2 separate regions of the Mus musculus genome follow, and region 2 is linked to region 1. Evidence: chromatin contacts called from public Micro-C data. All regions are on one chromosome and are shown on one strand. The core of a region is the stretch at or near the end of the contact, and the rest is flanking DNA. Distances in the headings are between cores, read along the strand shown.

Region 1 (3,518 bases), core at 627-3,126:
CCTGGGCAGGGTGGGGATAGGTTTGGGGAAGTTGTGGAGCATAAGGGGGGGGGGGAGGAGCTGGAGAGTTGGAGTGACAGTGTCAGGGAAGAGTTGTCATGGTGCTGACAAGGTGCTATGTGACTGGGATCAAGTGCTCAGAGGGGGGTGGGTGGGGGATGGGGAAGAAGAGGGGTGATCTGAGGTCTAAGGGAGGGGTATTTTGGAAAGCAGGCAGATGAGCTATAGAACCCTGTCTTAATTAGTTTCTCTTGCAATGAAATACCATGACCAAAAAGCAAGTTGGGGAGGAAAGGGTTTATTTGGCTTACACTTCCACATCATTGTTAATCACTGACAGGAACAGAACAGGACAGGACAGGACAGGAACTCAAGCAGGGCCAGAACCTCGTGGAGGGGTGCCGCTTACTGCTCAGTATGCTTTCTTACAGAACCCAGGGCTACCAGCCCAGGGGGGCCCCACCCTCAATGGACTGGGACCGCCCCTGTCAATCACTAATTAAGAAGATGCCCTACAGGGGGATCTTATGGAGCGATTTCTCCACTGAAGTTCATTCTTTCAGATAACTCAAGCTTCTGTCAAGTTGACATAAATCAAGCCAGCACCCCACCCCCACCCCACCCCACGGGAGTCTGAGGGTGTGATGGTAGAGCAGCCTGGCATCAGCCCTTAGTGAAGTGGCAGATACGGAAGACGGCTTCCCCCGATTTAGAGCCCTCTAACCTTAGAGGCTTCCAGGTGACGTATATGCAGTTTTTCCCTTTCTGGACACTATGCCAATGGCCTTGAGCCAAAGTCCTTCAAAAGCCCTCAGGATGGGTCAGGTCCTGGCTCCACAGATTGCCATTGGCAAGCCCGGGTGTGAACCGCCCTGCATAAAGCCCTCAGGAGAGAACCTCTGCCCAGGGTTTCCTTCCCAGAAAGACCCAGGTGTTTTCCAAGGAGGGAGTCCAGACTTGCTCAAGGCTTCTGAGTTCTGCATGGCTCCAGGTACAGGCCGTGGAGGAGGGAAGGAAATAAGACCCTACTTCTGCACCTCACAGCCAGTATGCCCTGCTTACACAGTTCAGCTTTGGTGGTATTACCCCCTATTAGTCAGGGAGCAAAAAGGTCGGGGTGTGTGTGTGTGGGGGGGGAAGGGGTGTCAGGTTACATGGCTTAGTGATGGCGCAAACTCAGGTCCAAAGCCCGGGCTCTCTTCAAACAGCCAGGGGTGGGGGCCGGAAGGAGAGGTTGGGTGTTGTGGAGTATTGAAAGAAGGAAAGGTGGGCAGGGCCAGGTGAGAAGAGGAGAAGCTGGCGTCTAGGAGACCAGGTGAAGAAAGTTGGGGGGAGAGGATGGCTCCAAGGGCCGGGATCTAGAAGGGAATGAGGGCGCTCCGGGCGCTGGGCGAGGTGCGTTGGGGATAGTCAAGATGGTGGTTATGGAACAGGCAGAGCAGGTGTGGGGCACAAGTCCCTCGAACTCTGGCAGGACGGGGAAAGGCTCCAGTGCTGTATCTCAACGCCCAGGTAATAAGGCTCGCAACCATGGCCGTAGCCTCTTGGTCCTAAGCGGCGCGCAGGTGAGGCCCGGCTGGGCGGGGCGGACCGCCCACGCTCCCGGCTCCGCTCCTCACCCTACACGTCTGCGTTGCCATGACTACCGCCCGGGCGCTGCAGCCCCCATTTAATGAGAGGGGTTGATCACCCCCCCAGGCCCTTCACAAACTCGGATCCCGCGGGACCGGAATGCGGGGTCCCGGATGGCTGGGGCCGCGTACCCCGTTCTCCCGGCAGCTTCCGGCCTGGTCCGGGCGGCGCGCGGGGGGAGGGCGGCCCGACGGGCGGGGGGTGGGGGGGTGGAAGGAGCGGAGCCCGGGCCGGCCGACGCGGCTTTGTCTCCTTTGTTCCCAGCGGAGGCAGCGCCGCGGCGGGAGGGGCGGGCGGCGGGCGCAGTTTTTTCCGCCCCTCGGTCTCCGGGTAACAGCTGCGGCTCCGCCAGACCCACCTCCGAGGGGAGGGAAGGCCGCCGCGCGCAGATCTGAGCTAGCCCGGAGCTGCGGGCGGACGCCTCGCCGCGCGCATCCCGCAGGAGGGTCGGGCGGTGAGTTGCGAGACTTGGGCAGGGAAGGCGGGGTTGCAGGCGAGAGCCGCGCGCACCCAGGTGGAACGGCCCGAGGCCTCGATCCCGCTGGGCACAGGCAGCCGGAGTGGTGTCTCCGGTGGGTGGCTTCGGTCCTCAGAGTTGGGACCACACTCGCGCGCGCGAAGGCAAACTCTGGCGGCACCGCCTGTAACGCGATTGGGAGACAGAGGAGGTGGAGCTGCTCCTCCGCGCCCCCTCCTCGCTGCCGCCACCGCCGCTTTCGGGACCGGCCGGCCCCTTCCCCGCCCTCCCTGGGCCACTGGTGGGGTCTTTGTCCCGTGGAGCGGCGGAGGGAGGAGGGTTGAGGATGAGTCGAAGCAAGGAAGTGGAGGCTTCCCCATAGGATAACAGATCTTTCAGGCAGAGACTGACAAAGGAGGACCACGAGCCTTTTAACACTTGGACTCTGTCTCGGTACCCACACACCCAGCCGGTGCTTGACGAGCGCCTTAATTTATGGCGGGTGTCTGGTAAATGATGGCTCCCTTCCACCCTACTCAACATCCAGACGGCAGGTGTGTAGTGCACACCACTTCACTGTCAAAAAGTAACTCTCCCTTTTAAGTGGATACTGGGATAGGGGCGGGAGTGTGGGTGGCCGAGCTCAGAAAGGGAAGGCCAGTTTCCCCCAACTCCCAGACAAGTGCAGATGTGGAAGGGGCTGAATTTGTGAGTCTTCTTGGTTGTGAGAGCAGCTGCAGGAGAGGGTTAGGTGTTGCTTGTCCTTTGCAGAAGTCAGGCAACCAGTCTTGGGCCCTGCCGTAGGGTTTCGGGGAGTGTGGGTTCTAAAGAGGCCTATGGGGCAGGCCTGGGCACAGGCAGAGTTAGTTAGACTTTGGCGATGAGCCTGGACAGCCTGAGATGTGGGGAGTTAGGGAGGAGATACTGGCAGTGCAAGTTAGGGACGTGAGGCTTGGCTCCAAATAAGCCCTAGTCCGATCATTAATAAAACTGGGCCGATTCCTCGGCTTTTGAGATGCTAAGAGGCTTGAAAGCGGAGTGTGAGCTCCATATTACCCCTCTAGTCTGGATCTCCTTGGCAGTGAAATGGGGGCTCTGTCACCATGTAGGGAACACCTGCTCTGCGTTGGGTCTGCTGGTTACTGGAGCCTTCTTATAAAAAGCAGGTACTCTCTGCCTTTAAAGAGCTCTTGTCTAGGGTGGGAGGACGGAACAGAAGAAAATGGTCTCGGGGCCCACTCATGCCAGGTACACCCCAGAGGAGTCCTTCCTCCCCTCCCACTAATGGGAAATCTGAGGCTCAGAGCCCAAGGAAGAGCAGGATAGATAGGTCAGGCCTGGTAGCTGGGCGTGTCCATTTCATCTACCACACAGGGTTACCTCCTCGGGAGCCGGAGAGGCCTCAGGAGGCTCCTCAGGGAGGTGATGG
Region 2 (3,518 bases), core at 590-3,089, 1.4 Mb after region 1:
GTCAAGGCCAGATGGGATACACAAAACCCTGTCTCAAAAAGAATCAAAAAGAGGAAGTTCGGGGTTTCACAAGTCCCTCCTTTTATCCTCACAGCAGTGAGAGAATCTGTTCACAACAAAACTTTCATCTTCAGCAGGTTGTGGTGTCTGGCACCTGTAATCCAGGCATCAGGGAAGCTGGGGTAAGGATTTTGAGTTTGAGGTCAGTATAGCACATAGCAAGTTTCAGCCACAAAGGAAAGCTCACCAATGAATGCAAAACAAAATGGTCGTGGGAGACTGAAACCTAGAGCGGGTTTTGTTTTGTTTTTGGTGGACCTTGAACTTCCATGATATGAGTAAAAGTTACCAGGAAAAAAAAAATCCAGATTAACCTCTAAACAAAATGATAAAAAAATTCTGCTAGCCTACATACAAGTGAAAAAAAATGTAAATGCATGGTAGATGGCTCAGTGAGTAAAGGCACTTTCTGCCTAGCCTTATGATGTAAGTTACAGGACCCACATGGGAGACAAAAATGGACTCACTGTTATCCTCTGATCTCCACGTGCGCATGTGTGTGGCTCAACACATACCATTCCTATAAAAACAATTTTAAAAATACATTTTAGGCTGGGCAGTGGTGGCACACGCCTTTAACCCCAGCACATGGGAGGCAGAGGCAGATGGATTTGAGTTCTAGGCCACAGGAAAAACCCTGTCTTGAAAAACAAAACAAAAAACCTAGAATCCCAGCACCCAAGAGGTTGTAGGCAGGATGAAGCATTCAAGTGTTCAGGGTAAGTCTTAACTACAGAAGATGTTTGTCTAAACAATACGGCCAAGTTAGCTAGTGAAGGATTCTGTTAGATCACATTTCAATTTATTGGTGATTCCAATTAAAAAATTAGTGGCTAATCAAAGAAAATTCCACAAAAGATCTCAACTATCTAATCTGCCACTTTCATGATAAGCAACTGCTATAAATTCAGCGAGGTGTAAATTAGCTAATAGTTTCACGAAATCCTGCTAATCCAGAAATAAAAAGTTTCTAGTTTAATCTAACTTTTTTTTTTTTTTTTAGTAAGACTAATTAATAACCTTTTCCTCAGGACCACCCCCCCCCCCCAGGTCTAACAAACATAGCCTCTCTGACTTTTAGGGCGAGGGCAGAATACCGCGGTGAGGTGGTTTCGGTGGGAACACGGTGGTGGGGGCTGCGGGAGGCTGGCGGGCGGAGGGCGTGTCCGAGAAGCCCAGGCTGAGAAGCAGCCCCTGCTTAGCTTGGTTTTCGGTGCGCGGCCGAGAGCCAGTTGAAGGGGCGAGAGAGACCGAATAAAGGAGCAAGCGGGCGAGGGCGGCAGCTGCGCTACCTCAGTGCCCGGAGGCCAGGCTCTCCCAGGGCTTCGAAGGATGAAGGCGGGTGTCCTGACGGCCTTGGGCTGTTCCCGGGACGGACGCTGTCCAGGGAGGGGCAGCGGTGGCTCCCCTCCAGCTCCGGGACCCGCCTCCAACACTCGGCCCCGGGACTTATTGTTCCGGGAGGCCGCAGGCTAGGCCTGGCCTGGCCGGCGGGTTGTACCCCGCCCCTGCCAGGGTCGGTGGTGCTGGCGCGCCGACTGGCGGCCGGTGGGCTGCCCTGTGCGTGTCTCTTTAAGGGGCTGGGCCTGCAAGGCTGCAGGGCGGGCGGGGTGCGCGTCGCTTCGGGAGTGAGTGTGTGAGGGTGAGAGCGGCGGGCGGGCGGTTGCTGGAGGGAGGGAGGGAGGGAGGGAGCGAGCGAGAGAGCGAGAGAGCGGGCGGGCGGGCCAGCCAGCCAGCCAGCGACGCCGGCCGCCCCTGCCGCCGCCGCGATCGGACCAGCGGCCGCCTCCCCTCCGGTCCCCTCCCCCGCATCGGCCTGCCGCGGGGAGGGGGCTAGCGTCGCCGCCTCCAGCCGCTCCTCATGAAGCCGCTGCCGTCGCAGCAGCCGCCACCGAAGATGGGGGATTTCTACGATCCCGAGCACCCGACCCCTGAGTAAGTCTCTGCTCCGCGGTCTCCCGCTGTCGTTGGTCGCTCCAGCCCGAGGGCGGCGCGTCCTGACCGGTGGCGGCGCGCGGAGTAACGGGCCCCGGGCGGCTTCTCGCGGTCGTGGTGGAGGGCAGGCCGGGCGGAGCTCCTGGAGGCCGCCTCGCTTGGCCTCGGCTGGCCCGGCGGTTGGGCCTGGCGCGGAGAAGGCTGCTCGCGTCGCCGCGGCGGTTGGGGCGGGCGGCCCGGTGGGGGAGGGGCGGCCACGGCCTCCTCTGCCGTTGCCGCGTCCTCGGTCGGCCTGCTTAGGTTCGGCGTTCCGCGCAGCTCCTCCAGGACACTCGGTGGCGTCCCGGGCTTCTGTTGCAAACCACGGTGCATAGTCCGAGGCGCCGCAAAGGCCGACGCCGGCGTCAGGGCGCCGGCTCGTGTAGGCCGAGAATCCTCGGGCTCGGGTGGAAGCTCGGCCCATCGCCCGGCCTATCGGTGACGGCAACTCGGACCGGAAGGGCCTACCGCGCGTCTCCCCGCTTCGATCCGCGGAGGAGACCCGCGTTGCATTCCCGGTTTTGATATTATTTTTGTTTTTTGTTTTCCCTCCTCCTTGGACACTCAATTCTGGCCCAGTAGAGCGATGAGCTTCATATTCTGCACCTTTGGCGCTTGGGTTTTGTAATGGTGGCAAGGTTTGTCTGGTCCCGTTGTTGAGGTGACAGCAGTTTTGTTTTTTAACCTGAAAGTGAAAACCTGGCAAACATTTCTTGATTATGATGCTTGAACACTTTGGCGTCCTATTTCTTAGGTAATAGAATCTAGAATCTTATCTACAAGGATGGCTTTACTGCGTGTGAAGATTTAGTTAAGAGACCCTTTGTATAGTCTTCTCTAAAGAAGATAGTGTACTTGTAAAGCGAAATACAGTTTTGTCGTATAGTTTCTTTTCAGTACACCTAGGGCATTTTTATATTTCTGTTGGGTGTCAGATGGTGGTGTACACCTGAGATACCAACTGAATTAGGATTGCAGGCAGGCTTCCTCAAAACAACAACATAAGTAAAAAAGCAAGCTTCCACTTCAGAGTCAGGAGTCCGTGCGAAGCTTCCCTAAGCCCTCACAAGATCATTTTGTTGTTTTTAGATAAATGGTTTCACCTTGTTGCCTAGGCTGCTCTTGAATTTACTGTGGCTGGCCTCGAACCTGGGATCCTTCCTCTTCAGCTTCTTCAGTGCTGGGATTGCAGGTGCTGACAACTAAGAAAAACCATTGTTTTACCTCAATTTGCTTGTATTGATGTCTGCACATAGCAACAAAATTCATTCCCAAGTTAAGGTTTGAAGGGATGTCTAGTGAAAAACAAAACTTTTCACTAAATTACCACATTACACATTTTTGGGGGAACCTTTGCCAAAGTTTTTCACCTTGGCTCAGAAACATTTGGATCTTACTTAATAGTTCTTTAGTGTTGTAACACAAAAGTTATTTTGTTGGAGTGTTATCTCCACACACAAAGCAAAATCCTCATGTTGCCTTAA

What was found. A called contact is a pair of places that touch in the nucleus more often than the background predicts.
Region 2: a Micro-C map of embryonic stem cells shows a contact between it and region 1, with 6 times the contacts expected there. The contact joins the promoter of Setd2 here to the promoter of Plxnb1 in region 1. A contact is called at or near these places in 1 of 39 promoter capture datasets (pre-B cells) and 1 of 484 Hi-C or Micro-C datasets (embryonic stem cells).

The regions. Positions count from the first base shown.
Region 1 is chr9:109,093,560-109,097,077 of GRCm38.p6, forward strand. It overlaps Plxnb1 (plexin B1), which reads left to right and starts at 1,877. Exons shown (of 38, transcript NM_172775.2): 1 at 1,877-2,086. Gm7628 (predicted gene 7628) reads right to left here. Exons shown (of 2, transcript NR_168955.1): 2 at 283-2,273.
Region 2 is chr9:110,530,758-110,534,275 of GRCm38.p6, forward strand. Setd2 (SET domain containing 2) reads left to right here and starts at 1,840. Exons shown (of 21, transcript NM_001081340.2): 1 at 1,840-1,995. The coding sequence starts at 1,922.